Regions from separate parts of the Mus musculus genome. Here regions 2, 3, 4, 5, 6 and 7 are each linked to region 1. The links are chromatin contacts, called in public promoter capture Hi-C maps. All regions are on one chromosome and are shown on one strand. Each heading gives the region's core, a stretch centred on a gene start, on an enhancer-like site or on the middle of the called end of the contact. The rest is flanking DNA. Distances are from core to core; before and after follow the strand shown. Region 1 holds the start of Rps5 (ribosomal protein S5). Region 2 holds the start of Ndufa3 (NADH:ubiquinone oxidoreductase subunit A3). Region 3 holds the start of Cnot3 (CCR4-NOT transcription complex, subunit 3). Region 4 holds the start of Ppp1r12c (protein phosphatase 1, regulatory subunit 12C). Region 5 holds the start of Brsk1 (BR serine/threonine kinase 1). Region 6 holds the start of Kmt5c (lysine methyltransferase 5C). Region 7 holds the start of Ube2s (ubiquitin-conjugating enzyme E2S).

Region 1 (4,139 bases), core at 1,032-3,531:
GCCTCGAACTCAGAAATCCTCCTGCCTCTGCCTCCCAAGTGCTGGGATTAAAGGCGTGCGCCACCACACCCGGCTCAGTATGGATATTTTTTAAAGAGTCTCCCATGTAGCCCTGGAATTCACTATGTAGTACAGTGTGGTCCTATACTTAGAGATCTGCCAGAGTGCTGGGCTTAAATGCACACACCATTGATTCAAGATGCTAAGGACACTTGGGACTCCTCAAAGAAGGGAGGGCTGTCCTGTGTAGTTTAAGGACACTTGGCAGCACACCAGCACTTGACAGATTATTCTGGACCACCTGTGAGACAAAACCACATTTATTAACCTACCTGTTGCCTAAGAAGTTCGAAGTGTGTACACACTGTGTCTCAGTAACAATGTGTGTTGGCCTAGCATGTGAAAAAGCCCTGGCTCTAATCGCTAACACAAAAAGGATTGCAGACCTCCCCAAATAAACTCACAAAGTAAACTAAACACTCACTAGACAAGACTGAAAATCTTTTAGATTAATGCCTAGGTCCTGCTGTTTCTTTTTCCCTTCTATTTTGGGCATGTACGCAAGTCAGGGGACAATTTGCAGCTGTCAGTTCTATTCTTCTACCTTGGATTCAAAGGATTAAACTTATATTGTCAGGCTTTGTGGTAACTGTCTTTATAGGCTGAACCACCTTACAAGCTCATTCTGTGGTATCTTTACAGACAGTAGACATACTTTAATTCCTTTGAACAAAATAGACAACTGGGCCGAAAGATATAGCTGAGTTGGTAGGGTGCTTGCTTTGTAAAAAGCCCTGGGTTCAATGTCAAGTAGTGGGATAAACTTGGAATGGTGATATATACCTTCAATCCCAGCACTCGGGACAGAATGCAGATATTAGCTTTTTCCACTAGACAGGGTTTCAGGCCAGTCTCAGCTATATGAGATTACCTCAAAATGGGTTATGAGGGCAAAGCAAATAGCTCCCATACTAACTTAGCCATAACAGTACCCATAGCCAACTGACATTTTTCAGGGGAGGGCAGCAGGGAACATTCATAGCACCAACTGGTCTCATACTCAAATTCCTCTTGCTGTAGGCTGATAGCAGCTTACCAACTGCTTTTGACAAGGGTGCCAACATGGTTCAGTTGACTAAAGCCATCTTTTCAATTGATACCCACTAACTGAATATACAAACGAAAGGGGACATCAAGTCAGGTGTAGTGGCACATGGGAGACAGAGGCAAGATCTCAAAGAGCTCCAGGCAGCCAGCAAGGGCTACACAGCAAGACCCTGACTCTGTCTCAAGAGACACACGATTAGAAAAATACGGGATAAAAACCACACTCTAACATCTTTTAGTGCCAGTTTGTATTAGGCGTGGGTGTAGCTGTCCAGTTATTGCTCTTCTACCTGTCTTGTACATCCACTGGTTGTTTTATGCCCTTTTCTGAACTAGAAGCTCATCCACACCTGGTCTCAATTAAAAAAATCATCACAAAGAACAATCATTAAGTTCCTTTTACCTGCAGAGAAATATCGTTGATCTGCACGTCATCAGTGCTCCATTTCCCAAAGAGCTTGATGTCAGGGGTCTCTGCCACCGCTGGTGTGGCTGCTTCCCACTCAGTCATCCTGGGGACAGGAGAATGGCAAGAAACCGTTACTGCCTAGACATGCTGGAGCAGTCACTCTGACCCCAAACTCTTCAGACGAACTCTCACTTTGTGGCAAACTGGGACATGAAGGGGAGACCCAGAAAGCTTTGAACAGCTCTCCAAACCCAGGAAAACCACTCAGGATTCTAAAGTAACTCGGCAGTCACCCCGCTAATCAGCTGGTACATGGACCACAGTATGATGGTTCATGAAGCCGTATACTCATCAGCTCCCATCAGATTTCCGTTGTGCACTTAGAACGTGTACTGAGCAAAAGAGTCATCACAAAACTAAGCAAACCTAGATTTATGTTTATGGTATATGACCCAAGTGATTTCCCTGGAGTCCCGTGTGTGCAAAGTATGAAGTCAAAACAGTGCAAACAAGAGGCGAAGACTAACTCGGCCCGTGCCGAGTTTCCCTAGGCACCCTTTTTCGCAGAGAAACGGTGAGATCCAAGCGGTCACGCCCAGGCTTCAGGTTCGGCCTCCGGCCCCCCAGATGTGCCTTAGAACACTCATGGTCACCTCTTCTGAACTCCGTGTCCCTCCGCAGCCTCACCTGAGGGCGCAGACTGGGCTTCTCAGTCGCTCGGCGTGGACCACGCGCCGCCCTGATACAGACAGGAAGAGGCCGCGCGCAGCGGACTAGCGCTTTTATGCAAAGCGAAAACTTCCGGGTCAGAGGTAGAGACGCACGCGCAGATGAAAACAGCGTGCTCACCAACCAATCAAGCGCTAGGATGAGAGGCGCCCTTTGAGCCGGGTAAAGCATGCGCACTTTTAGAAACAGCGCCACGCCCGTCTTCTGGCGGACCTCTGAAGTACTAGCTAGGCTTCTGAGTCGGCGCACATGCGCAGAAACTTTGGTGAGACCGACGCCGCCATATCTAAGTAGTGCTGACGTCCAGTCCACGCTCTCCGTAATTAGGCTGCAAAACCCAGGAACCATGGACGGTGGATTCTTAGCTAGGGCAACCAGCTCGGCTCACATTTTCTCACCAAAATAATGGAGTCGGGTCCTGTGGTTACCACCGATCCGGGTTCACAAGCACGGGCCCCACCCTCTCCCCTCCCGCAAGCCATGCTCGGCGGGTCCCAGGCTTCCGGTATGGGATCACTTCCTTTTTAATCACTCTGGCCACGCTTGTCTGGGCTTTTTTTCCTCAGGTTCAATCGCGGACAGTAGATTCCGACCGCCATTCGTGAACCTCCCCGGGGAGGGATACATAGAGGGGAGTCCTGGAGGGGTTGGCAGCCCGGGGATCTCCTAGGTGACTTACTTATCTGAGATCCCAGTGATTTGGTACTAATAAGGGAGAGACCTTGCCAGCAGGTTCACCCCCAGGGGTGGGTTTGTTTGTTTGTTTGTTTTGGAGACAGGGTTTCTCCTTGTAGCACCGGCTGTCCAGGAACTCGCTCTTTAGACCAGGCTGATTCATCTGCCTCTGCTCCTCCCAACTGCTGGGATGAAACATAAGGAGAGGAGGGAGGGGAGAGGAGAGAAGAGGAAAGAGGGAGGGAGGGAGGGAGGGAGGGAGAGAGAAGAGAAGAGAGAGAAGAGAGGAAAGGTGTCAGCAAACATAAGGAGAGGAGGGAGAGAAGAGGAAAGAGGGAGGGAGGGAGAGAGAAGAGAAGAGAGAGAAGAGAGGAAAGGTGTCAACAAACATAAGGAGAGAAGGGAGGGGAGAGGAGAGAAGAGGAAAGAGGGAGGGAGGGAGGGAGAGAGAAGAGAAGAGAGAAGAGAGGAAAGGTGTCAACAAACATAAGGAGAGAAGGGAAGGGAGAGGAGAGAAGAGGAAAGAGGGAGGGAGGGAGGGAGAGAGAAGAGAAGAGAGAAGAGAGGAAAGGTGTCAACAAACATAAGGAGAGAAGGGAAGGGAGAGGAGAGAAGAGGAAAGAGGGAGGGAGGGAGAGAGAGAGAAGAGAAGAGAGGAAAGGTGTCAACAAACATAAGGAGAGAAGGGAGGGGAGAGGAGAGAAGAGGAAAGAGGGAGGGAGAGAGAGAGAAGAGAGATTCTCACCCCGTTTTCTTCTCTATATCTCAGTTCATACCTTGTGTGTGTGGAGGGAGGGAAAACTGGGATTTCGGGAATCTTACCTAATTTTATCGTTGTTGTTGGGGGTATCACCCTACTTATCTTTGAAAGCTGACATTGCACTACAGTGATTGATAATGGATGTTTTTATAGACTCCGTATTACCTACTAGGTGACAGAGGGCAGATGAGGGGCTCCTGAATATGGGCCATAGGTTAAGAGAAATGCTGTAGCCGGGCAGTGGTGGTGCACGTCTTTAATCCCAGCACATGGGAGGCAGAGACAGGCGGATTTCTGAGTTCGAGGCCAGCCTGGTCTACAGAGTGAGTTCCAGGACAGCCAGGGCTACACAGAGAAACCCTGTCTCGAAAACCCAAAAAAAAAAAAAAAAAAAAAAAAAAAAAAAGAGAAATGCTGCAGAAATTGATTTGCACAGATAAAATTAAGTTTGCTTACCAG
Region 2 (4,139 bases), core at 1,223-3,722, 9.3 Mb after region 1:
GAGAGAAAGGAACTGGGAGATGAACAGAAATCTGGAGAGAGCATGTTAGGGTAACTTAAAAGTGTGGACAAACTGGGCGGTGGTGGTGCACCCCTTCAATCCCAGCACTTGGGAGGCAGAGGCAGGTGGATTTCTGAGTTCAAGGCCAGCCTGGTCTACTAAGTGAGTTACAGGACAGCCAGGGCTACACAGAGAAACCCTATCTCAAAAGAAAAGAAAAAAGAAAAGAAAAGAAAAGGAAAGGAAAAAAAAAAGCGTGGACAAAGAACATTTCAATGCATTAAGGACTCTCCTACACAGATGTCTGGCCCTCCCCCCAACACAGGTCCCTGCTCACCTGGGTAGTTGTAGGGTGTGGCCTTGTTGATCATGCTAGCATACTTGGTGTAGGGGCTAATCATGGGCATAATTATAGCTGTGGAGAAAGACAAAAGACCCCAGGATGAAGTAGCTCTCCAGGGGTGGGGAAAGGGTAGAAAAAGCCCTGGCAAAAGGGAGCGAGAAAAGGCCAGCACAACCAGTAGGGCCCTTTGGTGGGTCCTCAGCACTCAACCATCCCCACTTAACCTGGGTCAGTGTAAATCCTGAGAGTGGAGAATAGCATAGAGGTTGGAGACAAGCACTCAGGAACACATGAGGTCCAAAGACTGGTCACGATAGATAGCCTTTAGATTAGCCCATGTGGGCTATAGCCATGAAAGGAATGTATCAGGTTAGTGTTGCTGATACAAGTTAATAACCACATGTTAATTTCACATCTTAAACTACACATGTTAAGGGGCTAGAGATGGCTCAGCAATTAAGAACACTTGCTGCTTTGCAGAGTTTGGCTCCTAGCACCTTTTGACTCCAGTTCCACAGCATCCAACAAACGTATCTGGCTTTTGTGAGCACTCCCACATATGTGGATACAGAAACACAGATAACATAGTGTGTAAAAGCTGAGGGGGCTGGGAGATGGCTCTTCAGGTAAGGAGAGTACTTTCTAGTCGTCCAGAAGACTTGAGTTCAATCCGCAGCAGCCATGTCAGGCAGCTCATAAATGCCTAATATCTCCCACTCCAAAGGAAAAAGAACCTACGTCCTCTTCTTGCCTCCAGAGGCGCACACACATTTTTAAGAAAAGATACGTGCCGGGCAGTGGTGGCGCATGCCTTTAATCCCAGCACTTGGAAGGCAGAGGTGGATTTCTGAGTTCGAGGCCATCCTGGGCTACAGAGTGAGTTCCAGGACAGCCAGGGCTACACAGAGAAACCCTGTCTCGAAAAACCAAATAATAATAATAATAATTAAAATAAAATAAAATAAAGATATGCAGGGATGGTGGCTCAGGCGTGTGATATCAACACATAAGAACCCAAGGCAGACTGCTGTGAGTTTGAGGCCCACTTGAGCTAAGTGATTTGTATCCTCTATAAAAAAGAAAACTGAAAAGATTCAGAAGAAGTCAGTTCAAGGAAGTTTTTAACCTTAGTGTGGTGAGAGAGCTCAATAGTTAAAATTACCTGCTCACTGGAACTCAGAATGAGCACTGACTCCAGTAAGTTGTCCTCCGACCCCCCAAACCCAACTGGTAGCCAACACACACACACACACACACACACACACACACACACACCTTAAAAAATGTAATTTTAACTTTAAGAACGAACCAAGTATACATTAAATCACTATTTCAACATATAATCAATTAAAACCACATACATTAGAGCATTCTAGGTCTTTGAAAGTCAGGGTGGTAGATAGCTGGTGGTGGGTTTTAGAACTTCTCTGTCACACTCCAGGCCAGCAATACTGACAATTTTGGTACTGTGATGGCTGCCAAATCCAAGGCCTCACCCCAGACTTTCAGAATGAAAATTTAACAGGTCACCTCCATCTCCCGGGCTTCAATGCATCAGAACTGTGAGTAACCCTGTCCCACTGCAAGGTGGGAGGCTTGCTGAGAGATTTGCATAAGTCAGACTTCGCCGAGGAGTTCTGCCTACAGAGTCAAACTGAGTTGAATGTGCACCTCTTGTGTGTGGTGAGGGAAGAGCGACAGTAATGTCAGGATATGGCTGGCAAGGGGATGCGAGATGAAACTGTGCCGTGGAATGCTGATGACTTCCGGGTGGAGGATGCACTTTCGCGCCGGGGAAGGGGGCACTCACCGAGGCCCCAGACAGAGAAGGACACCACCAGCACCGGCTCCTTCGCCCAGGCATTCTTGAGGAAGGCAGAGATTCCTAGAGAGGTGAGAAGACAGTCACCCTTGGGGACTACTGCGGTGACCTCTAACACTCTCGTATCACCCCTGCTCTGCACCCTCGTGACTGCCGCGCCCCTATTCTGGGACGGATTACCGGTCCCCAAGGCTCCACTGAGACTCAGCCACGGATCAGCCCACAGTTTCCTGGAACTACTTGATCCCCGCGAGCTCCAAACCTGTACTTACTCCCGGCCATCTTGTTCTTGGCGGCGACAAGGAGCGGAGCTCTCTGGGAGTTGTGGTCCTTCTCCTTGCGTGAGGCCCCGCCCCTTGGGCGAGGACGTGGACCCTTTCGGGAGTTGTAGTTCTGGAGTGAGGCTTAAGAGGACTGAAAGATTTAAACCACCTTGAACACCTGCTGGCCTCACCATTTTCTTATAGTTTATAACTCAGCAAATGCATCGGAGAAGTAACATAACGTTCTCCTGTAATAAAGTCAGCTTTGGGCTGGAGAGATGGCTCAGAGCTCTGTCTGCTCTTCCAAAGGTTTAATTTCCAGTAACCACATGGTGACTGACAACCATCTGCAATGGGATCTGACGCCCTCTTCTGGTGTGTCTGAAGACTGCAACAGTGTACTCATAAATAAACCTTAAAAAAAAAAAAGTCAGCTTTACATTGAGATCACATCTAGACATAAGCTCATTCTGGAAATTCTAAATTAATCCCAAATATATTAAGGACTGCCTGTGCTTTGTGTTACTAGCATGCAGATCATGGCTTTTCCCTCCATCTGCCCCTTAGTGCTGAAAACTGAAACCAGGACAGGCTAGGCTACCCATCTCCGATTGAGCCACTCCTCCGTCCACTTGCTGATAGATTCTACTATCCCAGGTCCCTGCTGGTGGATTTTAGGCATATCTTTTATTGTTGAGCCACATTTTTCAGCCCTTTCATTACTTTTTATTTTGAGACAGGGCATTAAATGGCTCAAGTTGGCCCTGCAATCTTTGAACTTGACAGCCTCCTGCCTTGGTTTCTCAAGCTGGTGAGATTACAAGCCTGAGCCTCTAAGATAATGCACATCACTTAAAAAAATTAACATATCTGGACTGGACAGTGAGAGCAGTAATGGAGTCTGAGCCTTCTCTTGTTACCGGCATAGTACATATTGTACAGCAAGCTTCTTTTTCCCTTTCTACCTTTTTGTTTTGTTTTTTTTGTTGTTGTTGTTGTTTTTTTCCTCTTTTCCATTTTTCTTCCTCCCACCTGCCCCTTTCCTTTCTCTCCTCAGTGCTGAGGCTACTCTGGGCAAGTGGTCTTCTACTTAGCGACAACGTCCTCAGCCCTCCTCCCCAACTTTTAAGTTAAATTAAAGAACACCAGAGGCTATGACTGTTCCATCTTGCAACTTTTTCCAAGACAATGAAACTATGACACAGTTACCCAGGAGCCTCCACCTGACTCCTCTGTTCCCTAAACAGGACTCTCACATGGCTTTCTGGTGTTGCTTCATTTCCTCAGAGTGAAAAAGGCAGGGTCAACCTTTTCCTCAGCTCCACGGAGAGTGCCCACCATGGTCCTGTCGCTGATACTCCAGCTGTCGACTCTCTGTGAGCTGTCCCTCCCCTGTGTGTGGATCCTTGGCTGGGCTGAGGGCTATATCTGTTCATATGGAATTCAACATCCAATTTAGAAAAAGGAATCAGGACTGGTACCCAGATACCTGAGTCCTAAACGGGGGAAGACAGATTGCTGGGTCGGGGGTGAGCATAGGTTTCTCTGGATCTCCAGGCAGAGGAGAGTAAGGGATATCTAGGGGTCAAAGAATGTATTCAGTTCTCATGGTAAATGGGCAAGTCTACTGTGCTGGAGGGAGGGGGCATCTAAACCTTCAAACCCCAAGGCAGAGAAACCCCAAGGAGCAAAGTATTGTTCTTAGGAAAGG
Region 3 (4,139 bases), core at 1,161-3,660, 9.3 Mb after region 1:
ACAGAGGCAAGTGCTAGAGCCTCAAAGTAGAGGTGCCACCACAGAAGACTGCCCATCCCACTTCCCAGGTCCTGCTCGAGGAGGCCATCACTACAGGGCCCTTGTGAGGTAAGCAAACACCTTCACACAGAATACATGTATAGATGGTGAAGGGTCTCAAACAGCATGGAGGAAGCTGGGCGTCTGTGGAAGCAAAATCATTAGGATCATCTGTCCACAGCTGTAGCAAATCCTCAAATCAAGTACTCAAAATAGGAGCCAACAACAGAACAATCTATAGAACTTCTCACCACAGGTGCCAAGCCATCATTCAGAGACCTGATGAAGGGGTACAACCTTAATTTTGAAGCCTGGTACTGCTAAGTGACCACAGAAGCATCTTGGAGCATAGCACAGGGCTAAGAGGGCTCACACTGAAGCCAGGGATGGTGGCAAGCAGCACTCAAAGTGGAACTTGAACCTAGTGGAGAGGATGCTGGCACTGCCACAGGAAGATTCTCTGAGGTAAATAAAGTAGACCCTGCTTAGAAGTAACTGTTTCCCCTAGAGAGGCCCAAAAACCAAGGTAAGGAGAAACTGACACCTTGAAAAGTCACCCCTTATGCTCTTTAGTCCCAAGCAAAGTGACCACAGTGGTCTCTCACCCAGGTCTCAGACACAGAACAAGAAACCATAACTTCACAGAAAAACCACAAAGGAGGAGTCACACTAGCCAGGGGCACCCACACCCAAGAGTATCCTAGCCTCACACTGGGTACATAGGTGGTGTGGCCATCTCAAACGCAAGAAAGGGGATGATGCCAATAGCAAAGAAGGCAGGGACTTTACCTGGCAGGTGACAACACCTACCCGACAAAGACAACACAACTGCAGGGAGAAAGGCTACCCCTTACACAGCAGAAGACTCCGGTGAGGAGAGCTAGCAGTCCTACAGGGTGCCAGTTGGGTGAGATGGACCATTCTACCTCTGAAACGCTTTCACCCAGTGGATTTCAATTATAAAAGATCACATATCCACATAGGCTGGGCAGATGAGAATGGAAATACAGAGAGATGGCAGTCCAGGTGATGACCGGGGAAGGGAGACGGTGAGGAAGCCCCTAGCCAAAAGAACAGAAAGCTAATCCTAAGAGGGATGACAGTCCCGGAACCGAGATACAGCTGTTTAGAAGTGCTTCAACTGTCCCAACAGAAGAGCACCAACAACTGAAAGCATGGGAGCTCGCATTCCACCGACCCAGATCTAGAAAGAAAAGCTAAGCGGTCCTCACCACACACAGCAATACCTAACCACTTAGGAAGCTTCACCCACCGAGGCAGACCGTGCATCGTAGTGGAGCCTGCATCCCCAAAGCTAGAGTCCACTGATACCCCACCTCAAAGATGCAAAAGATGTGAAGCCAGGAAGTGAGCAATACGGTACAGTCCTGAATCCAAGGTTTGGGGAGGGAGTGTTAAAACAAAACACACACACACACACACACACACACACACACACACTCACAAACCCCATGCTTCCTTAAAAAGAAGATTGGTGGAAAGGGACCTCTAGGAGACTTCACTGCTAGAGCTGTAAGGACTAGGTGGAAACTTTGGCTTAGGCTCCAACTCACAACGTTAACTGCACCCTCGGGTCTTGGGGACTTTTTCCTCCACAAGATCCATCTCTTCCAAAGAGGCTTCCCCCTATCAAGACACCAACAAGCTGGAGCTTTCGGGTGCACTGAGGCAACGCTCCCGAATGGAGCTCCCGGGGAAGGCATGACTGCAGGAGTGGGCCCCGCGCCCAGAGCAGAAAGACCCCTCCGCGGCCCGCAGCGCGCCCACCGCTCCAAGCCCAGCCAGACGCGGAGGAGGACGGGCACCTCGCACCCGGGGCCGGCGCTCTGCCACGCGGGAGTCCGGACGCGGGAGGACAGAGAGAGGAGAGGGTCCCCGCCCGCCCGAGCCGAAGCTGGGCCCGAGCGCGCGGCTTGGGCCCGGCGGGAGCTGAGGCCGTGTCGCGACAGGCAGCAGGGTCGCGGAGCAAGAAGTCGGCCGATGGAGCTGAGGGAAGAGGGAAAGGGGTCCGGCCCAGTCGAACCTGACGCTCACCGCAGGAGCTGGCGCCGCCGCTGCGGAGCGTATCGCGACAGGCGAGGAGGGGGGAGAGAGAGGCGAGCGCCCGCCCGCCGCCTTTTTTTTTTTTTTTTTTCCTCTTTCCTCGCGCCCCGAGCCCGGGCGCTATCGCGATAAGAGGGCGCGAAAGCCGGAAGTAGGGTTGGGTTGTTGATAGAGGAAGTGGGCCCGGGATTGTTCTAGACGACCGAGTAGGGGATTCAGGGATCAAGGAAAGGCCCGGCAGCGGCTGCCGACGGCTCCACGGAAGCTGAACGGGCCCGGTCCAAGATGGCGGCGGCGGAGGCCTCCCCTCCTCTCTTCTCCTCTCTGGCGCCGGCCCGCCCCCGAGCCCCGAATATAGGTCCGTCATTGCTCCCGCAGTACGTCGCTCTGCGCCGTTAGGCGCGCCCCATTGGTTCCTAGCGAGAATGAGGCCAACCTCTTCATTATGATTGGCTGATCTCGGCAAGGCGCGGCGTTCGATTGGCCTCCCGCTCAGCTTGCTTGGATTGGCTCGGGTATTTCTTCCCAGCTCCTCCTCCTCCTCCCCTCCTCGGAGCACAACACGCCAGCGCGAGGACCTGGGTGTCAATCAGGAAGCCTGTGTCGTGCTGATTGGATGTGTCCGCCCCCTTACCCTAAATCAATTGGCAGCGGGGAGGAGTCAGGGTGAGGGGCGGGAAGTTACTCGTCAAGTTTAAAGGCAGCTGTAATTGGTTGCGAGGTGTATTCTACCCTGAACTCATTGGTTAGCTATGAATGTGGGTAGAGGAAAACGACAAAAAGCATAGCGTGTGAGTGTTAAAGGAAGCTTATCTAGTGGGAGACGGAGAGGTGCCAGAGGGTTGGGGATAGTAAACCCAAGTCATCTACCAATCAAAAGAGCCGCCAGCCCTAAGGGGAGGAGCTAGACAAACACCCCGCCCCTTCCCTCGGTTAGCCAATAGGGTAGCTATTAACCTGCCGACAGGTGTGGTTGTCGGAGCATCCTTCCTTTGCCTGTCTAGGCTGTTATCTGATCCTCGTAGTTATTCCCCAAGCGCGTTTGCTTGGTATATCTCTAAAACTCAGTGCTTTCTAAAGGATGAAAGAAAGAAAGAAGGAATCAGGAACATTGCAGAAGCGACTGAGAAACACAAGGCGTGGGACTGACGTTTCTCTGGTTAAGTTAGCAGACTGGGACCTTCCCTGGAGTTGCAAGGACTCCAGCTGTAGAGGAAACTGCGCTTTGCCCTACCTCGGTTACATCTGTAATGACTACTCACTAGAGTTCTGCTATGCTTCTTAAGGAGTAAACTTCTCCGACCACCCTTGCCGAGTGCTTAGGTGAGCCTCTGGTTTAATTTTGTTTGATTCCTGCCGTTTTTACACATACTTGAGTCTCACTCTCTGGATTTCTCGTTGTTTAGTACCCATGAAGCACTCCATAGCCCTTTGCTGACTAGGTTGCAAACGTGAGCACCACGTTTTCATGAATTGGGGAAACTCGATCTATCTCTGCCTACTATGTGGAGGAAAAGAAGATAAATCCACACTTGAAGAGAACGTGCACGTGCATTTCACCGCATCAGAATGGCATGAAGCAAGAGAGAAAAAATGGCTTATAAAAAGGCATATTCTTCGGCTGGAAAGATGGCTCAGCAGTTAAGAACATTTTCCTGCAGAGGACCAGTTCCCACAGGGTGGCTTGCATGCTTGTAACTTCAGTTCCAGATCTGACTCTTTCAGCTGGCATCTGCTGGTGCACTTAAGCTCACACATTTATGTAATTTTTAGATGCATATTCTTAGGGTCACATAGACTTAAGAAGGTGAAACCTAGGGACCAGTGTTTGTCCAGATTTTTTAAACAGCTTCTACACTCTCTCGAGTTTGTTATTCATTCAGTTTTGCTATTTCATGCGGGCCCAAGAATGGGGAACTGCTTCTAGCTCTATCAGGAATCCCTGCCAAATTATTAAGATGCAGCTTCCTTCTTATCTAGGCGGTCCCCAATTCTGCTTTTTCTAACAAGCTCCCAGGATATACTAATGGCCTTAA
Region 4 (4,139 bases), core at 1,130-3,629, 8.4 Mb after region 1:
CCTCTGCCCCCCACATGTGTTGTCATACGTAAGCATACATGTACAATGACTAGAACGACTAGCAAAAGACATGTGGTTCTGGGGCAGGAGCAAGGGCTTAGCAGTCATCAGTTTTGCTGCTCTCCCATTCAGTGGTTAGAAGGGTGTGCACGAATGCTGTGCTCAGGAACTCAAAACCGGAACATAGTTTTTGGTCAGTGCTCTCCTTCCTTGTGGGTCCCAAGGATGGACTTCTTGCCTTGGGGAAGAAGGGTGGGTGTGTGTGTGTGTGTGTGTGTGTGTGTGTGGTGTGGGGTAGGGTTCACGTATCTCATATCAGGGTTATCCTTTTGGATTTATGACCATTGTTTCCCAGGACTCGAGCTTTTTATGGCTTATTTCTCTGCATAAATCCAAAGATTATGGAGTGGGTGGGCTGCTTTAGTTCCCCTTAGGAAAAACGTTTGTTTTCCCTATGCAAATTTTGACAGCTTTCTGTTAAGACTTTGGTAGGTCTGTGTTCCTGTTTCAAAATGTTTTTTTTATCCTTCTCAAATTGGATTTTTAGGGGAGATAATGTGAAATATCACATTATTTTTATCAGGTGTTTATTAGGTGTTCTTATCTGTTGGAAAAACTTTCAAACCTAGTGGAACATCACATTTTAGACTTACAAAGTCATGCCAGGGGGTGGCTCAGCAGTTAAGAGCACTAGCTGCTCTTCCGGAGGTCATGAGTTCAAATCCCAGCAACCACTGAGTGGCTCACAACCTTCCTTAATGAGAAAACAAAAACAAAACACAAACAAACAAAAAACCTATGGGCTGGAGAGAGCAGGGCCGGAGCGAAAGGGGGTGGGGGGAGGAAAAAAAAGAACCGAACAACAAAATCAGGCCCAGAGAGCATGATACAATCTGAATTATAATTCCTAGTGTCTTTTGCAGCCCCAGGTGGGCTGAAGAAAAGTATGTGGTTATTTTGGTCATGTTTGAGGGCCCTCTTTCTGGTATGCTCAGGGAATTATTACCACTAGAAAACGTGGGCTCGTTCTTGGTCTGGAAACTGACTTCTTAGGTACCTTGCATTCTGAGACATATTTGGAAGTCTGGAGCTGAACCCTTTGGAGGCGTGGCCTTGAGACTACATTTCCCAGCTTGCCCTATGTTATCTGATTTCCTTGAACTTTGCTCGGGAACTTTATCGCCATGTTAAAAGATGAGTTTGGCGGTGACAAGCTTTAATCTTGTTTGAGAACTCAATTTCCCGTCGGCCCTTGGTCTACCTGATGCCTTAGGGAGCCCATTCATTCATTCATTCGAAATATTTTTTATTGCCTACTCTCAGGCTTAGTTCTAGTCATTAGGACTAAGAGGGTCTCAAAGAAAACAAATCGAGTTTACTTATAGCCGATGGGAGAGGGACAGATTCAAAACCAAAACAAGTACGGCATGGTGGCACTCCTTTAATTTCATCACTCCAGAGGCAGGAGGAGGCGGAGTTTTGTGAGTTCGAGGCCATTCTGTCTGCATAGTGAGCTTCAAACCAGGCAGGGCTACATACTGAGACCCTGTCTCAAAACAAAAATAACCCCCCCCCCACACACACACACACACAAACAAACAGACTCCTGTAATCCCAGCAATTAGGAGATGGAGACAGGAAGATCAGAAGTTCAAGGGCATTATTAATGAGTTCGAGCGCCATCCTATCTCAAAACAAATCGTAAAAAGTATGCAAAATTTATTTCTATCTCTCAGGATCCGCTATCCGCTATCATTTCCCATGCGCCTTGGGGTAGTCACTTTACAAAGTACACTACATTTCCCAGCATGCCCCAGTAGCCTGTCCGGCCGCTCTACCCAGATTCCCAGCACTCCCTAGGGACATGTCCTCCTTTAGGCAGTTCTCTTTTTGCTTGTTTTTTCGAGAGAGGGTTTCTCTGTGTAGCTCTGGCTGTCCTGGAACTCAGGACCAGGATCAGACCAGACTGGCCTCGAACTCACTGCCTCCCAAGTGCTGGGATTGAGGGCGTGCCTTTTGAGTTTTTCGTTCGACCCCTTCCAGCTCCGGATTTCTAAACGTGCCTCAGGATATATAGCGAGTCTAGCGAAGACTTCCGCTTGTAGAACCCATTTCCCAGCACTTCTGCCGGCCTGCCGGCTGCCTCATTCTCTAACCTATCTGCTCAAGTTATGCAAGGCTCCTCAATGGGGAGAAACTCCACTTCCCAGCTCGCTACGAGGGGCTTCTTTTTAGGCCCTTGCCCCCAGCGATAGCTACGCAAGTCTCAGGCGGGACTCGGTTACCCAGAGGGCTTTGGGTCGGCGCCGTGACGTCAATATACCGAGCGGGGGCTGGGCGAGCTTCTGGGCGGTGCTTGTCGCGCGGCGGTTCCCGGCGGCCCCCGGGGCGGGCGGGTGGCGGCTGTTCGTCGCCCGGTGCTCGCTCGCTCGCTTAGTAGGCGGGCGAGCGGCCGGCGCGATGTCCGGCGAGGATGGTCCGGCAGCGGGCCCGGGGGCGGCGGCGGCTGCTGCGGCCGCCCGTGAGCGGCGGCAGGAGCAGCTGCGGCAGTGGGGGGCTCGGGCGGGCGCCGACCCGGGCCCCGGGGAGCGGCGAGCCCGCACGGTCCGCTTCGAGCGCGCCGCTGAGTTCCTGGCGGCCTGCGCGGGGGGCGATCTGGACGAGGCTCGCCTGATGCTGCGCGCAGCGGATCCCGGTCCCGGCTCCGGCGCTGCGTCCGACCCCGCCGTCCCTCCGCCTGCCCGTGCCGTGCTCGACTCCACCAACGCGGATGGCATCAGCGCCCTGCACCAGGTCAGCGCCCCCGCCCCGCGTCTTCGCCACTCGGGCATCCTCCCTCCTCGGCCCTGATCCACCTCCCCTCGACTGTGCCATCGCTGAGGATCCCGCCTGCTCTGTGGCCGCCTCTTCTCTGTCATTCGTGCTGTCATCTCTCTCCCGTGCATTTTTTGCAGCATCGCTTACTTCCGTGCCTATGCTGGCCGGGTTCCTCCTTTCCTAGCTGGTACTTGTTTGACTGTGCTGAAGTCTTTCCTGACCCAGGCCTGTGGTTTCGTTCTCCTGCACTCTGACTTGACCCTCTTTAGGCCCAGGTCCTTCAGTGTCACTTCTTTGAAGGTCCATCCTGTTTGTGCCTTCCTCTTCTTCCCGTGACTTGTGCTGTACGTTGTGGCCTCAGGACAGTGTACCACGTTGTTTCCTTGAAAAGGCATTTCCTCTGTCGCGTCATCCTTTGCTTTTTTTTTTTTTTTTAATCTTTTCTCTTACCTACAATCCCATGTCCTTAATTACATTATCAATTCATCCCCCCCCCCCCCAATTTGGGGAGCTTGTCACCTCTTATAGAAGTTTCTCCTCAACTCTCTTTCTCTGTTTACATTGTTTGCCTTCCTGGAAACTTGTAGGCATTTGCTCTTCGAGGAGCTGGACCACTTTTCCTTTTGTTTTGTTGTTTTTCCTTTAGACAAGGTCTTGCTATGTAGCCCAGGCCATCCTCAAATGCAGGTCCTTATGTCTCTGCCCTCCTCCTCCTCCTCCTCCTCCTTCTTCTTCTTTTTTTCGAGACAGGGTTTCTCTGTATAGCCCTGGCTGGGAACTCACTGTAGACCAGACTGGCCTCCAACTAAGAAATCCGCCTGCCTCTGCCTCTGCCTCTGCCTCCCCAGTGCAGGGATTAAAGGCGTGCGCCACCATGCCAGGCCCTTCTCTGCCCTTCTTATTTCTGGAATTACATGGCCACTTCACCTATTGTTGGTTCATCTCCTAGACTTTATTTAGGCAACCAACGTCCTTCTTCAAAAAGTGTGCCCTCTCTCCTAGATTTCCACCCTATCACCTCCCAGGATTCTAGAACCTATTCCACACATTATTTTTTTCCAGTGCTCTGTGCCCGAGAGTCAGGACCATCTTGTGTTGTTGCTTGGGTTCTTCTGGATTCAGGATGCTTTTATTCAGTTAGGATGACCGAGAACAAGATAAGTCACACAAGAGCCTACATCCCAGTTCTCCCTCCTGGTCTCAGTGTTGGTCCAATGTCAGTCTTCTGGTGGGCAGCTTCTTTCATGGCAACTTCCATCTCCTGGGTTGTCCTCTCTTCTTGCTAGGATCCCGTAGTTCAGTTACTGGTGGGAACAGAGGGG
Region 5 (4,139 bases), core at 1,108-3,607, 8.2 Mb after region 1:
ATACCCAAGGGAAGGACTAAGCATTCAGTGATCCAACCTAAAAGTTAAAAACAGTGTAGCTGAGGATGACCTTGACCTCTTGAGGATGACCTTGACCTTTGGACAGTGCGGCCTCAGCTTAACAGAGCTGGGATGATCCTTGAGGGCTGCCACAGGCTTATGCAGTGCTGGGGGCTGGACTCAGGGCCTCCTGCATTCCACAGGAGCACTCTAGCAACCGAGTTACATCGCTAGCCCGGAAGCTTGTGTCCTGTTTCTGGAGCGGTGTCTACACCATGGAGAGGGAGGACGGAGGGGCCGGGTGTCTATAAATACCTACAAATATTTCTTGTTCTCGTAGACGTCGTGGAGCTTGAGCACGTGCGGGTGTTCAATGAGCTTCAGGATGGCGATTTCCCTCTCCACCTGAGGGGCCAGGGATACAAGAGAAAGGGTCAGCATCACCTCCCGCCTTTCCTTCTGCGCCAAAGGACACTCTCGCTACACACACACACACACACACACACACACACACACACACACACACAAACACCCACCTTCATCAGCACCGATTCCGACAGCTTCTCCCTGTTCACGATCTTGACAGCGACCTTCTGACCCGTGATGCAGTGGACTCCAAGTTTAACTAGACCTGGAGATCGGATTTAAAATATGGGGTGTTCTGGAGTTCACCCTAGCTCTCAAGTTGTCAACACACCCCCATCCTCACTCCCAGCTTGGTTACCCATTTCTTCTATCCCGAATTTCTGCATTTGAACTGGTAGCCAACAGCTGCCATGCCTACAAAACACAACTCTTTCCTATGCACGTTGCCCACTTTTAGTCCTTCTGACTGTCTGCCCTTTGCCGATCCCCTCCACCAGCCTCTCCTGGCCTTTTATTCTGACTCTCTGGCCTTCTGGTATGTCTGCCCAACTTCATCTTTCTTTTCAGATTTCAGAAGCCCTATAATCTTACAAAACACACTCTCAATTTTTCTTCTTTCCCAAGCCTCCCCATACAAAGTGAGTTCCAAGACAGCCAAGGCTACACAGAGAAACCCTGTCTCGAAAAACCAAAAAAAAAAAAAAAAAAAAAAAAGCTGTCATGGTCAGAAAGCATGCGTATTCCCTGACCACTCCTCAGATCCAGAGCTCAGCTATGGAAGGTGCCTCTTCTCAGTCCCAGGAACCCAGATCTTACCCCTCCGTCCTTAGACCCAGTAGTCTTGGCCCCAGCCCTCGTCCCTCAGGCCCAGCAGTGCAGGTACATGGCCCCTTCTCCTTCCAAAGTTCAAGAATTGAGGTCAACAGCACGTCACACTCTTACTACCAGGATATAAAGGTCTGACCTCCCTTTCCTATCTCAGGCCTGGAACTCAACTTCATAGGGACCCAGAACCCACAGCCCAGAACACTGGAGGTCATCCCTCAGTTCACCTCGATCCCCTGCCTAGAAGAAGATGGTTGTGGCCACACTCAGCCTTTAGCATCAATCAAAGATAACTCTGCTTTCCAGGGCCACTTCTGGCTGGGAGCTTAGCTTTCTACAGTCCACCTCTCCATTCTATTTCCACACTGCAGAATGGAGAGAATGTAGTCGACCTCACACCCTAGGGCTCCAGCTTGCTGCACGGAGCGCAAGTGACCGCTTTTGAGCATAAGAGGGACAGGATAGCAGCCTCTCTCGGGATGGATGCACCTCCACCCAGCCTGCACCTCCACCCTGCCTGCGGCTGTACTGCAGCACCCGCCTGCCTCAGCTTGCAGAATCAGCCCAGGTCCCACACCCGTAATGGGCCTACTTCCCCACAGCTTCCTGAAGCCCCTCCAATATCTGCCCCAATAGGGTTATTTGAGCCACAGTAGTCCAGACCCCTACTTCTCCCTGGAACCCACAAGTCTCAGACCCCTGCCATCTCAAGGCCCCAACGTCAGACTCTACTCCGTACACCGTGGGCACTTGGAACTCAGGACCCAAGCCCCTTTTCTACGAGGGACCCAGGGGTCTGCCCTTTAAATATCCATGGTCCCGCCCTCTGCCCCTTCCAGCACCCCGCCCCCGCCCCAGGTGTCCGCTTAGGTTCTCACCTGTCTGTCCTTTGCCCAGCGTCTTCTCCAGGCGATAGGGGCCCACATATTGGGCGTGCTGGGGTGGGTGTGGGTGTGGGTGTGGGAGGTGGTAGGCGGGGGAGCCCCCGCCACCTTCCTTGGACCCGGACGACATGGTGCCCTTGGTCCCGGCCCGACCGGTCCCCCGGCCGCCCCCCCTGCGGCCCGTCGCCCCGTTCCTCCGGTGGGGGCCGGCGACACCTCCGTCCCGGCCCCCCCGGTTGCTCCCCACTTCTCCGGGGGTCCCCAGGGGGCTGGGCTGGCCCCCCCAGTCGGTGGGCCGCAGAGCTGGGGGAGGGGGGGCTGCCGGGGGGGTCAGGCCCCTGGAATCAGCATGGCGGGGGGGGCTGCGCGGCCCCCCCTCCCCAGCCCGTCCCTGGCCGGCCCCCCCCTTCCTGTGCCTCCCCCTGCAGGGGGGGTCTGAAGTGTGGGGCCGGCGGATGCTGCAGGCCGAGATCCCCCCCGCCCCCCCACGCGCCCTCTCTCCTCCGCCTCCTCCTCCTCTCCGCCTCCCCCCGCCACCTCGTCCTTTCTCTCCGGCACGCTGACATCACCATCCGGGGACTCCCGGCCCTTCCCCACAGTTAACCCTTTCGGAGGGGGAGGGGGAGTGGCAGGGGGCGGGCCTGGAAGCTGGACGGACGGGGAGGAGGTGGGAAGATGCTGGGATGTATGGATGGGTGGAGGGATGCTGGAGGAGAAGGATGCTGCAGGAGAGAGGGATGCCTGAAAGGATGGAGGGAAGGATGGAGAGAGATACAGAACCAGTATTAGACAAGCAGAGATGAAGACACAAAGAGAAGTCTGACATACATTAGTAGATGGGAAGATGCAGAATATCAGAGACAGGGTGGAGGAGTGAAGGAGGTAATAACGGAGCGGGGAGAATTAAGAGTTCAAGGCCATTATAGCTATAAAGTGTGTTTGAGGACAGCCTAGACTACGTGAGAACGCCCCCTCAACCCACCCCCTCAAAAAAGAGCTGAAAGGGGCAGACAGGGATAGGAGACAAACAACAGACAGGGATGAGGAGATAGAAATGCAAAGGAAGATGTAGAGCGAGGGGGACAAAGAGAAATAAGGACTGTCAAGGGTCCATATATTCACAGGAGGGAATGATGCTGGGCTTAGATGGGAACAGACTGTGGAGTGTGTGTGTGGGTGGTGGTGGTGGCAGAGGATAAAAGAGACAAAGATAGAAAAGGGAAGGACTTTGGGGAGTTGGAGACCTAAGTGTGATCTATTTCTCTATGTCCTCTAAGGTCAACACTGTGTACTCCTTGGGCTAATTCTATGTTCCCACCGTTATCAGGGCTCCACGTTCTGCTCTTGTTTTTTTTTTTTTTTAAGACAAAGTCCAGCTGACCTCAAACTATGTGGCTGAAGATGACCTTGAACTTCTGATCCTCCTGCTTCTGTCTCTCAAGTGTGAAATTACAGTCCTGGAGAGATGATTCAGCAGTTAGGAAGAGTAGGCTGCTTCCCAGGGACTGGGGATTTGCATTCTCAGCATCTATACAGTAGTTCATGGCTGTATGTAACTCCATCTGGTTTCCGGGGATCAAAGTACACGTGGTACACATATGCACAGACAGTTATCCATATGCATATTTCTTCCAACTCCTTTAAAATTGTTTAAAAACAGTCCGATACCACCATGCTTTAATGTCTCCTATACCTTGATAGGTAGGCAGATAGATCCCAGTGCAGGCTGGATGTGTAATGTTTGCTTGTTAAGTCCTGTAAACTTCAGGTAGGCCTCAGTATAATCCATGTGCCTCCGTGGGAGGACCATAGGTCTGCACTCAGCCATGAGGAATCTGGTTCCTATTAAGCTTCCATATAAGCCATAGCCTTCTTTATGGCAGGCACCCTAAGTTGTTAGGCATCCATTCCATCCCCAAGTTTCTCACAGGGTGCACCAATGCAAATTGGTGCTCCTCTGAAGTGGTAAGCCTATCAAGCCATCTTCATTTCAGTATCAAATCTGAGCCATACACTGTTCTGAATGGTAAGGATATGGCAGGGTGCTAAATCTACAAAATTCCT
Region 6 (4,139 bases), core at 735-3,234, 8.2 Mb after region 1:
GGTATGCCTGGGTTCCAGGGACTTCCAGGCCTCCTGGCCCCCACCCGAAGCTTCAGGGAGACCAGGCTGAGAATTGTAAAAACATAAGAGAAAGGGTCCAGGACCCAGGACCCCCAAGTTCCCCCTCACCTGACATTCATCTTATGGGTGCGGAAGCCGAGGTAGGGGTCAAGAACAAGGCTGGTGGCCAGGTCATCATTCTCGCACAGTTCTCGGGCTGTCACTCGATCAGGCCCCATGGTGCTTTAAAAACCATGCTGCTCTGGCACAGAGCATGGATGTGCCGCTCAGGCGCTGCATGGGGTGTCTGTGGGCCCCAGAGCCTGCTTATCTGCAGGAGAGCACGGGGGTAATCAATATTGACTTCATGGGACTCTATGTAAGAATGACACCCAACAGGTACTTTCGAGTGAGGAAACCTTAAGAAAAATAGTCTCCTGTGCAGTAAGTATTTCCTCCCCTCTTGCAAAACAGATGCATGTCCCCCAATCACATACACTACCTTCCCAGGACATGGACACTTTCTCGAATGTCAGCACACACAAAGACCACTTTGCCAAGTGCACATGTAAGAGACAGGTCCCTGTGTACCCAGGCGGAAGGAAGATTAATTAACTGCCTGAGATAACTCCAAAGGCTTAGCATGGCAGGAGGGAGTTGGGATAGCTGGGCTCTCATCAAGGGAAAGGGGAAAAGGAACTCCATAGGAGCTTCTGGCCTGCCTTTGCTGACCCCCTGCTAGGCTGATTCTCCCGTCCTCAGCACCTCCCTCCAAGGTCACCCTCCTCTGGGGAGTGGTCAAAAGGTTGTGGGTGGAGCCCAGGCAGCCATTAGGGGAAGAAGGATCCAGTCCCTAATGCCTCTCCGAGGACTCCAGCAAAAGGGAAGCCCGCCAGAGGACAAAAAACAGGAAGAAGGGAGGAACAGAAAGGAGAGGAGGAACAAGTCAAAACAAAGGGTCGGAGGCAAAGAGGGGAAAAAAATAGATTCAGAAAACCAAATCAAATAAAATGGAGGGCCAGGTTACCCAGTACCCTCACTGTGGTGTGTCTGACAATTCTGCGCTTTGGGAGAGAGCAAGAAGGCAGAGTGTGGCAAGACACACTCCGCCACTCTGGGAGAAAGATCTGGAAAAAAAACGGTCTGGGTTAAATGAAGAGGGTGCTTAGAAAAAAAGCCTGGAAGCTGGGAAAAGACAAAGTGAGGTGTAGGGAGTATGATGTGAAGGGAGAGAAAGGGGAGAGAAAGATGGAGGGAAGTCAGGATTGGCGGGGGTGGGGGGAAGAAGGCACCTGAGGTTGCAAGGGAGGAGCCCACGAAATCCAAAGGGTAGATATGCCTGGGGTCCAAGGGAAGGGCTTAGCGGTTCCAAGCAGGGTTTGAGGGAATCCTGGGGGATTTGAAGTGATGGAAACCTGAAAGATCCTACGGGTTCGAGGAGGGAATTGAGGGCGCTAAGTAGCTAACTAAAGCCTGGGAAGGTTGCAGAAGGGGGCTGGGGAAACAGAGAGTCAGAGGAAGGGCCTCAGAGACCAGGATAGTGAGACAGGAGTCAGGAAGTGCCCTGAGTGTGACAGGGTAGGTAGGTTACGATGCAGGAAAAGGTGGTGGGGATGGGCCCTGGTGGGGCAAGGAGCGACTCCTAAGGTGCAAGGAAAGTCCTGAGAGTGAGAGAGGAGTCTGCATGGGCTCCAAGGGTGCAGGGAAGGGTACGAGTGAGGAGCGCGTAGATCCGCGGGGCTGGAGACTTGGACCGCAAGGTTCGAGGAAGGGCCCGGGGACAGCCGGTTCAGGGGGTGACTGGGAGGCCGGGCGGCGCGGGGCGGGGGCCAAGAGGGGGCTCAGAGGTCGGGCCCCGCGCCGCCCCTCACCCGCTTCTCCTCCTCCTTCTCCTCAGGAACCCGCGTTGCAGCCGCCACCTCCACCCACCGCCTCCTCCGGCTCTCGTCCGACACAGCCGCCGCGCCTCCCCTCGGCCGGCGTAACAAACAGCTTAACCTTCCTTTGGCCCAACCCGCCGTCACTCTTCCGTTGCTATGAAACTCGCGCTGTTCTTATTGGCTGACTCTCATTGCTCTCTTTTTCCCGCCTCTTCTGGCCCCAGTCGGTGCCCTGACAAAACCCCTCCACGCCCACTCTGTCAATAAATCCAGCGAACTACAGCCAATGGCTCGGGTCGCTGTCATTCAGGCGTTGCCATAAAAATCTGTCCCGCCTCTTCTTCTGCACTGTCCCAAATCAGTGCTTTCATTGGCTTAAAGAGCCGTCGCTCCAACAGAAACTCTGTTTGGGTCAGGTTATTCAGGTCCAAGTGAAAAGAGGGAGGGCTCTGTCAGAGACAAACTTCGTATATTATTGGTTGGCCTTGGACAGGACCACGCTTCCATTCGTTAAGGCCTCCGCCCATCACCCTAAATCCGGAGCTCTATTCTCTTTCTTTCAGCTTGAAGTGGGGCAAAATCCCTGAGCGAACCAGGAAGGAAAGAGGTGAATGCACACACGCGCCATCGCGCTCCCGGCCCCAGGAGACCATTGGTTGCCATGGCAACAAAACTTCAGTGCCAACCCTGCTTAGCAAGAAGATCTTTTCTCTTTCCCAGTATTCCTTATCTTTGGAAAATTGTACCTACAAGAACTCTGTGAAGTTTTCTTGTCCTGCCTGTGAACAGTTCAGAAAGAGACGACGCTGAGAAGTTGGGACTTAGAAGACAAGCTCTGATTCATGGGGCACTCCCCTGGGGAAACCCCTTAATTAAGATTACCCACCTCTTCAATCCTGCAAGTATAATTAGCAGGATATCATAATTACGTCCAAACAAGTAAGCTTACTTTTGTTTTTGTCTTTCCTGAGTTATCTATTTGGTGGGTTAGGATAATGCCTACAGCACAGAATGTTTTGTTACTACAGACTGAAGGAACAACCGATTGAAGTGAGATGGGACATTGAAATGGCCCAGTGTGTAAAAGCACCTGCCCACAAGTCTCATAGCCAGGATCCGCATAATGGAAAGAAAGCACCGACTCCTGAAGGTTGTCCTTGACCTCCACATTCATGCCAAGGCGCGCGCGCGCGCGCGCGCACGCACACACACACACACACACACACACACACACACACAATTGATTAAATCATAGTAGCTTCTCTTTTGAGACATGAGCTTTGACTGTCCTAGAACTCACCATGTAGATCAGGCATGAATTTGCTCGTCATCCTTGCACAGGAGCCATGCAAATCTTCACTGTATCGCTGCAATTTTAGTATATGTGCTGCTGCAACATTTTGTTTTTAAGGAGGCTGAAGTTTTGCACCGTTCTGTGATCTTGGGGTTTTGCCAACTCACAGCTTCATGGTTGCGTCTACAAAGCAAATATCATACACTGATATACTTTCAAGTGTCTGAGGTCCATGCCTCACCACCCTTCTCTCTCCTAAATTCTAAGACAGCTCCCTACCCTAAGCAGCTCTCCGGGTTAGGATGACTATATCGTCCTTGGGTGCTGTCACATTATATGAGATTTTCAAATGGCTAATAAAAATATATTTAAGGGAAAAAACCCCACTAAATAGCAAAGTGTCTTCCAGACTGTTGAAGTATATTCCAGGATGAGGGTATAGCCTGTGGGTATACAATATGCACCATGGGTGAGGCTTGTGGTTTGATTTCCATTTTGAAAGAAAAAGAGATGTGCCTAGCAAACAACTGGGTAGAGAGATTTAATACAGCAACATGGCTACTCTGGCTGGAATACATTCGTGTTTTTTGTTGTTGTTGGGTTTTTTTTTTTAAGATTTATTTATTATTATTATATCTAAGTACACTGTAGCTGTCTTCAGATGCACCAGAAGAGGGCATCAGATCTCATTACAGATGGTTGTGAGCCACCATGTGGTTGCTGGGATTTGAACTTCGGACCTTAAGAGCAGTCGGTGCTCTTAACCACTGAGCCATCTCTCCAGCCCCTACATTAGTGTTCTTAGCACACATCTTTAATCCCAAACAATGACGGTAAAGTTAGTTTGTAGAAGGAGACACGTGTGTTTGAAAGGGATGTTAACTGAGAAACAGATGAAGTGAGGAATCAGAACAAGAGTAGATAGAATAGGGATATGCCCAACTCTCTTGAGAACAGAGAGAAAA
Region 7 (4,139 bases), core at 1,019-3,518, 8.1 Mb after region 1:
CTGCTACATCTTGGAGGAGCACAGGAGTACAAAACACAGTCCAAGAACAATTCCATGTTTCGACGAAACAGAGGTCACAAGACTCTTGTCTCACAAGCACTCAAAATCCTCCTGACATGACTCCATTCTTGGATACTGTTCTCAAATAGAACAAATAGCTTGGTGGTTAAGAGCACTTGTTGCTCTTACAGAGGACCTGAGTTCAGTTCCCAGTACCCTCATGGTGGTTCAAACCACCAGTTATTCCAGTTCCAGAGGATCTGATACTCCCTTCTAAACTCCCTGAGCACCAGGTATACATACTGTGAACCTACATATATACAGGCAAAACATTTATATGTTCAAAATAAATAAATTAAAAAGAATTGGTGAGCCGGGCGTGGTGGTGCACGCCTTTAATCCCAGCACTTGGGAGGCAGACGCAGGCAGATTTCTGAGTTCGAGGCCAGCCTGGTCTACAAAGTGAGTTCCAGGACAGCCAGGGCTACACAGAGAAACCCTGTCTCGGAAAAAATAAATAAATAAATAAATAAATAAAATAAAATAAAATAAAAATAAATAAATAAAAAGAATTGGTGAAGAAAATGAGTTTCCTAAGAACTATAGCCAGATCTTGTCAGGGAAGAGGGTTGTTTCTTTCTGCTTTCCCTCTAGCAAAGCTACAATTTTACAGAAAACATGAAACAAGACTCAAGAAATGTGCTTATGCAGATTTAGCTATGAGACAGGTTGTCAGAACTGTGAAATCTCTTCCTGGGAGATGAGGTCCTACTCCTCTGCAGTCAAAGCTTCAGTCTGTTCTCTCCCCAGCATGGGATTACTGCAGATAGTTTAATTCTCTCTAGATCTCTGCCATGCTGTCATAACTGGATTAACACTTCATGGTTAGTAAGAGCCTCTGGGAGTATATGTAAGGACAGGACCAGGAGGTTAATTATGGGTGAGGGAAGAGATGACCTAAATGTGGGCAGCACTATCCCATAGGCTAGAGGATGGATATAAAAGGAACGAGGCCAGGGTATGGTGGCATACACTTTTAATCTCAGTATTCAGGAAGTAGAGGCAGGTGATCTCTGTGAGTTCAGGCCAGCCTGGTCTATAGCTCGAGTTTCAGGAAGGTCAGCCAGGCCTGCACAGAAAAACCCTGGCTTGAAAAGCCAAAACAAGGGCTGAAGAGATGGCTCAGCGGTTAAGATCATCGACTGCTCTTCCGAAGGCCCTGAATTCAAATCCCAGCAACCACATGGTGGTTCACAACCATCTGAAAACAGCTACAGTGTACTTACATAAAACAATAAATAAATCTAAAAAAAGAAAAGCCAAAACAACAACCCCCGACCCCGGGGGAAAAAGGAGTTCCAGGCCAGTAATGAAATTCTGTCTCTCAAAAAGTTAACAGAAGTCTATGGGGTCTGGAGGTCAGTCACAAAGCTCTCAATAAGGACGTGAGACTTCCCTGACTTCTTCCTCTGGCACCCCTACAGAAACAATGGTGGCAAAAGTCACAAGTCATACTCTAGAGGATCAGGAAGTCCAAGCCCTCGGAGTCAACCAACCTGATTTTGAGGGCTTCCTAACACATAACAGGAGCGCAGAACAAAATGGAGCCCCATAGACAAATTATGTCCACACTTCCGCCCTTCCATGGCTTCCAGGTGAGGTCGCCAGACTCCCAGCGTAACATTTGCATACACAAAAGAAATTGAGACATTTCATTGGTCGAGGTTGGAGTCTATCACACTGAGCTGGCTTCCCATTAGTAGCTTTCAATTCCTACCTGCCCCACAAGTCCAGATCACGACCGCCCCTGTTTATTGGTCAAGGCCCCTTCCGTCATCCCTTTAACCCCTCCAGTCCTGTCTTCCCTCGCTCCGCCCCTTCCCCTGCCTAACCGTTAGTCGCGTGCGCGTCTTTCTCCAGGCCGGAGCGCGCGCGCGCACCCCAAGTCGTGGCGGCGTCTCATTCAAACGGTCCAATCAGCGGCCACGTCGCCTCGGCGGGCGCCCCCTTTCTCTCTGCTCTAGGTTTTTAGCCGCTTGGTTCTCCCAGGTCAACTCCTCAGCCGGCGTGAGCCCTCATTGTGATAGCACTCCTCACAAACTGGGTTCGAACTTCTGCTACTATTCTGACAAGAACAGAGAAAAGAGCGTTGACCGCCCAGCAACGTGCGCGTTGACGTACGCGGTCGAGACGTGCCGTGAGGGGGCGGGGCCTGCGAGTAGCTATAAAAGTGCGGTGTTGGGCGCGCGGCCGGTTCTACCGAGGAGCAGACGTAACGTTGTGAGCGTTTCGTAGCGGACGTCGGAATTAGTGGGAGCGGAGTGGGGCCTCGGGGGCCTCGCTAGGGCCACAGCGGCCGGCAGTTGGGCCCCCCGCCCCGGCCGGCGGTCCGAGGAGTGCAGGAAGGGGGCCGGGGGGACCCGCCCCCGGCCGGCTGAAGTCATGGTGAGTGACGCGGGAGGCCCGAGGGGCCGTTGGGGACTCGGGCAGAGGAGGCGACTGCGGCGTCCCAAGTGTTTTCTGGCCAGCTTCTGAGTGCTTTGGTGGCATGGCTGAACGTCCGGAGCCAGGAGTCGGCCCCAGGGCCTTTCAACAAACGGTGCGGGAGCCCAGGCAGCCCTCGGAACCTTGGGGAGGGCTTTGGGCGCCTTGCGGCCCGCCCATGGGTGTTTTAAGGAGCAAGACATCCCGCCGCCATTTCGTCCAGCCTTTTTCTTTTTGGTGTGTGTGGGGGGGCGGCGGTTGATGGGGTTGTTTCAAGCCTAAGTAGGGGAAGGGCTCCGGCTAGGCCTCAGGCCCACCTGGAACCAGTAGTGGACCCATGCGCGTCTTAACGAGCGCTTTGGGTAGGTTCGGGTACGCTGAGCCACGTAGAAGCTTTTTCTGAGACACCGTCCCGGTCAGCCATGGGGCAAAAGCCAGAAGCATCTTAGGTCCAGTTGACAGGCAGTGATTGACAACCTCGGACCTCTAAAGTCTGGATTCTGGTATCCACCCACCTTAATCCTAGCTATTTCAGGCTGCTCACTCTCCTTTTCCCTCCGTGCCTAGAACTCCAATGTGGAGAATCTGCCGCCCCACATCATCCGCCTAGTGTACAAGGAGGTGACAACACTGACGGCAGACCCACCTGATGGCATTAAAGTCTTCCCCAATGAGGAGGATCTCACAGACCTGCAGGTTACCATCGAGGGCCCTGGTGAGTGTGAGCACGGAAGGGAGGGGCCACTTGACCAGATTTCTTCTGTCTTGTGGCTGTGGGACAAATAGGATTCAGCCTCTCAGGTGCTTATGACAAAATGTGGCCTTTTGCTTAGGCTTGCATTAAGGCTGTCAAGTGTTACTTTCCAGAGACGTGAGGATGCATATAAGTGAAGCAGAAATAGAAAGTGTAGCTGGGCGTGGTGGTGCACGCCTTTAATCCCAGCACTCGGGAGGCAGAGACAGGCGAATTTCTGAGTTCGAGGCCAACCTGGTCTACAGAGTGAGTTCCAGGACAGTCAGGGCTACACAGAGAAACCCTGTCTTGAAGAGAAAAAAAAAAAATGTATGCCAGGGGATCTGAAACACTAATCAATCGAATGTCCCAAGACTAAACAAAAAGCATTGTGAGGGGAAACTGGTGGTAATAAGCTGATTTGCATATTTTAAGCAAACCAGTTAGATTTTTCAGACCTCATTTGTCAACTGAATTTCTATATAGTCAGCTAAAATCAGTTTCAAAATCAGGTGACTGGCCTATAATGCTGAGGGTGTGCAATATGTCTGCCTGGTCTGCTGTTAGCTAGTGTAGCAACTGCCAGGTGTAGACCATCTATGATTACCACTTGACCCAAGCAAGTAGGTAAATGAAAACACACCTCTCATGAGGATGGGGAAAGGCTTGGAAAATGGTTTACAGGAAAAGTTGGTGGGTTGGGTCCCTTTGTCCTGAAGAGTGGCAATGTTGAAGGATGTTAGGATATAATAAAGCAGCCCCTTTTCCTCCTCTTCAGAAGGGACTCCCTATGCTGGAGGTCTGTTCCGTATGAAGCTCCTACTGGGGAAGGACTTCCCTGCCTCCCCACCCAAGGGCTACTTCCTGACTAAAATCTTCCACCCAAATGTGGGCCCCAATGGCGAGATCTGTGTCAATGTGC

The links. Promoter capture Hi-C pulls out the DNA fragments that hold promoters and counts their contacts.
Region 2: a contact with region 1 is called in a promoter capture Hi-C map of cranial neural crest. The contact joins the promoter of Ndufa3 here to the promoter of Rps5 in region 1. A contact is called at or near these places in 1 of 39 promoter capture datasets (cranial neural crest) and 1 of 484 Hi-C or Micro-C datasets (B cells).
Region 3: a contact with region 1 is called in a promoter capture Hi-C map of second pharyngeal arch cranial neural crest. The contact joins the promoter of Cnot3 here to the promoter of Rps5 in region 1. A contact is called at or near these places in 5 of 39 promoter capture datasets (cranial neural crest, frontonasal cranial neural crest, maxillary cranial neural crest and 2 more).
Region 4: a contact with region 1 is called in a promoter capture Hi-C map of second pharyngeal arch cranial neural crest. The contact joins the promoter of Ppp1r12c here to the promoter of Rps5 in region 1. A contact is called at or near these places in 3 of 39 promoter capture datasets (cranial neural crest, pre-B cells and second pharyngeal arch cranial neural crest).
Region 5: a contact with region 1 is called in a promoter capture Hi-C map of second pharyngeal arch cranial neural crest. The contact joins the promoter of Brsk1 here to the promoter of Rps5 in region 1. A contact is called at or near these places in 2 of 39 promoter capture datasets (cranial neural crest and second pharyngeal arch cranial neural crest) and 1 of 9 other capture datasets (pancreatic islet).
Region 6: a promoter capture Hi-C map of pre-B cells shows a contact between it and region 1. The contact joins the promoter of Kmt5c here to the promoter of Rps5 in region 1. A contact is called at or near these places in 2 of 39 promoter capture datasets (cranial neural crest and pre-B cells).
Region 7: a contact with region 1 is called in a promoter capture Hi-C map of pre-B cells. The contact joins the promoter of Ube2s here to the promoter of Rps5 in region 1. A contact is called at or near these places in 3 of 39 promoter capture datasets (cranial neural crest, maxillary cranial neural crest and pre-B cells).

What each region holds. Positions count from the first base shown.
Region 1 is chr7:12,920,453-12,924,591 of GRCm38.p6, reverse strand. Rps5 (ribosomal protein S5) reads right to left here and starts at 2,281. Exons shown (of 6, transcript NM_009095.2): 1 at 2,204-2,281; 2 at 1,511-1,619. The coding sequence starts at 1,618.
Region 2 is chr7:3,615,706-3,619,844 of GRCm38.p6, reverse strand. It overlaps Ndufa3 (NADH:ubiquinone oxidoreductase subunit A3), which reads right to left and starts at 2,472. Exons shown (of 4, transcript NM_025348.3): 1 at 2,438-2,472; 2 at 2,154-2,228; 3 at 338-415. The coding sequence starts at 2,447. Oscar (osteoclast associated receptor) reads left to right here and starts at 3,688. Exons shown (of 5, transcript NM_001290377.1): 1 at 3,688-3,804. The coding sequence starts at 3,768.
Region 3 is chr7:3,643,540-3,647,678 of GRCm38.p6, reverse strand. It overlaps Cnot3 (CCR4-NOT transcription complex, subunit 3), which reads right to left and starts at 2,410. Exons shown (of 18, transcript NM_146176.3): 1 at 2,095-2,410. It overlaps Gm15927 (a long non-coding RNA gene), which reads left to right and starts at 3,334. Exons shown (of 6, transcript XR_003946711.1): 1 at 3,334-3,426; 2 at 3,510-3,865.
Region 4 is chr7:4,499,920-4,504,058 of GRCm38.p6, reverse strand. It overlaps Ppp1r12c (protein phosphatase 1, regulatory subunit 12C), which reads left to right and starts at 2,379. Exons shown (of 22, transcript NM_029834.3): 1 at 2,379-2,793. The coding sequence starts at 2,461.
Region 5 is chr7:4,689,146-4,693,284 of GRCm38.p6, reverse strand. Brsk1 (BR serine/threonine kinase 1) reads right to left here and starts at 2,357. Exons shown (of 19, transcript NM_001003920.3): 1 at 2,070-2,357; 2 at 537-631; 3 at 320-405. The coding sequence starts at 2,205.
Region 6 is chr7:4,737,972-4,742,110 of GRCm38.p6, reverse strand. It overlaps Kmt5c (lysine methyltransferase 5C), which reads right to left and starts at 1,984. Exons shown (of 9, transcript NM_146177.2): 1 at 1,872-1,984; 2 at 130-331. The coding sequence starts at 239. It overlaps Gm24537 (a small nuclear RNA gene), which reads right to left and starts at 3,279; the gene lies at 3,178-3,279. Gm42369 (a long non-coding RNA gene) reads left to right here and starts at 2,031. Exons shown (of 2, transcript XR_881802.3): 1 at 2,031-2,819; 2 at 2,909-3,121.
Region 7 is chr7:4,810,469-4,814,607 of GRCm38.p6, reverse strand. It overlaps Ube2s (ubiquitin-conjugating enzyme E2S), which reads left to right and starts at 2,268. Exons shown (of 4, transcript NM_133777.2): 1 at 2,268-2,445; 2 at 3,052-3,199; 3 at 3,996-4,139. The coding sequence starts at 2,443.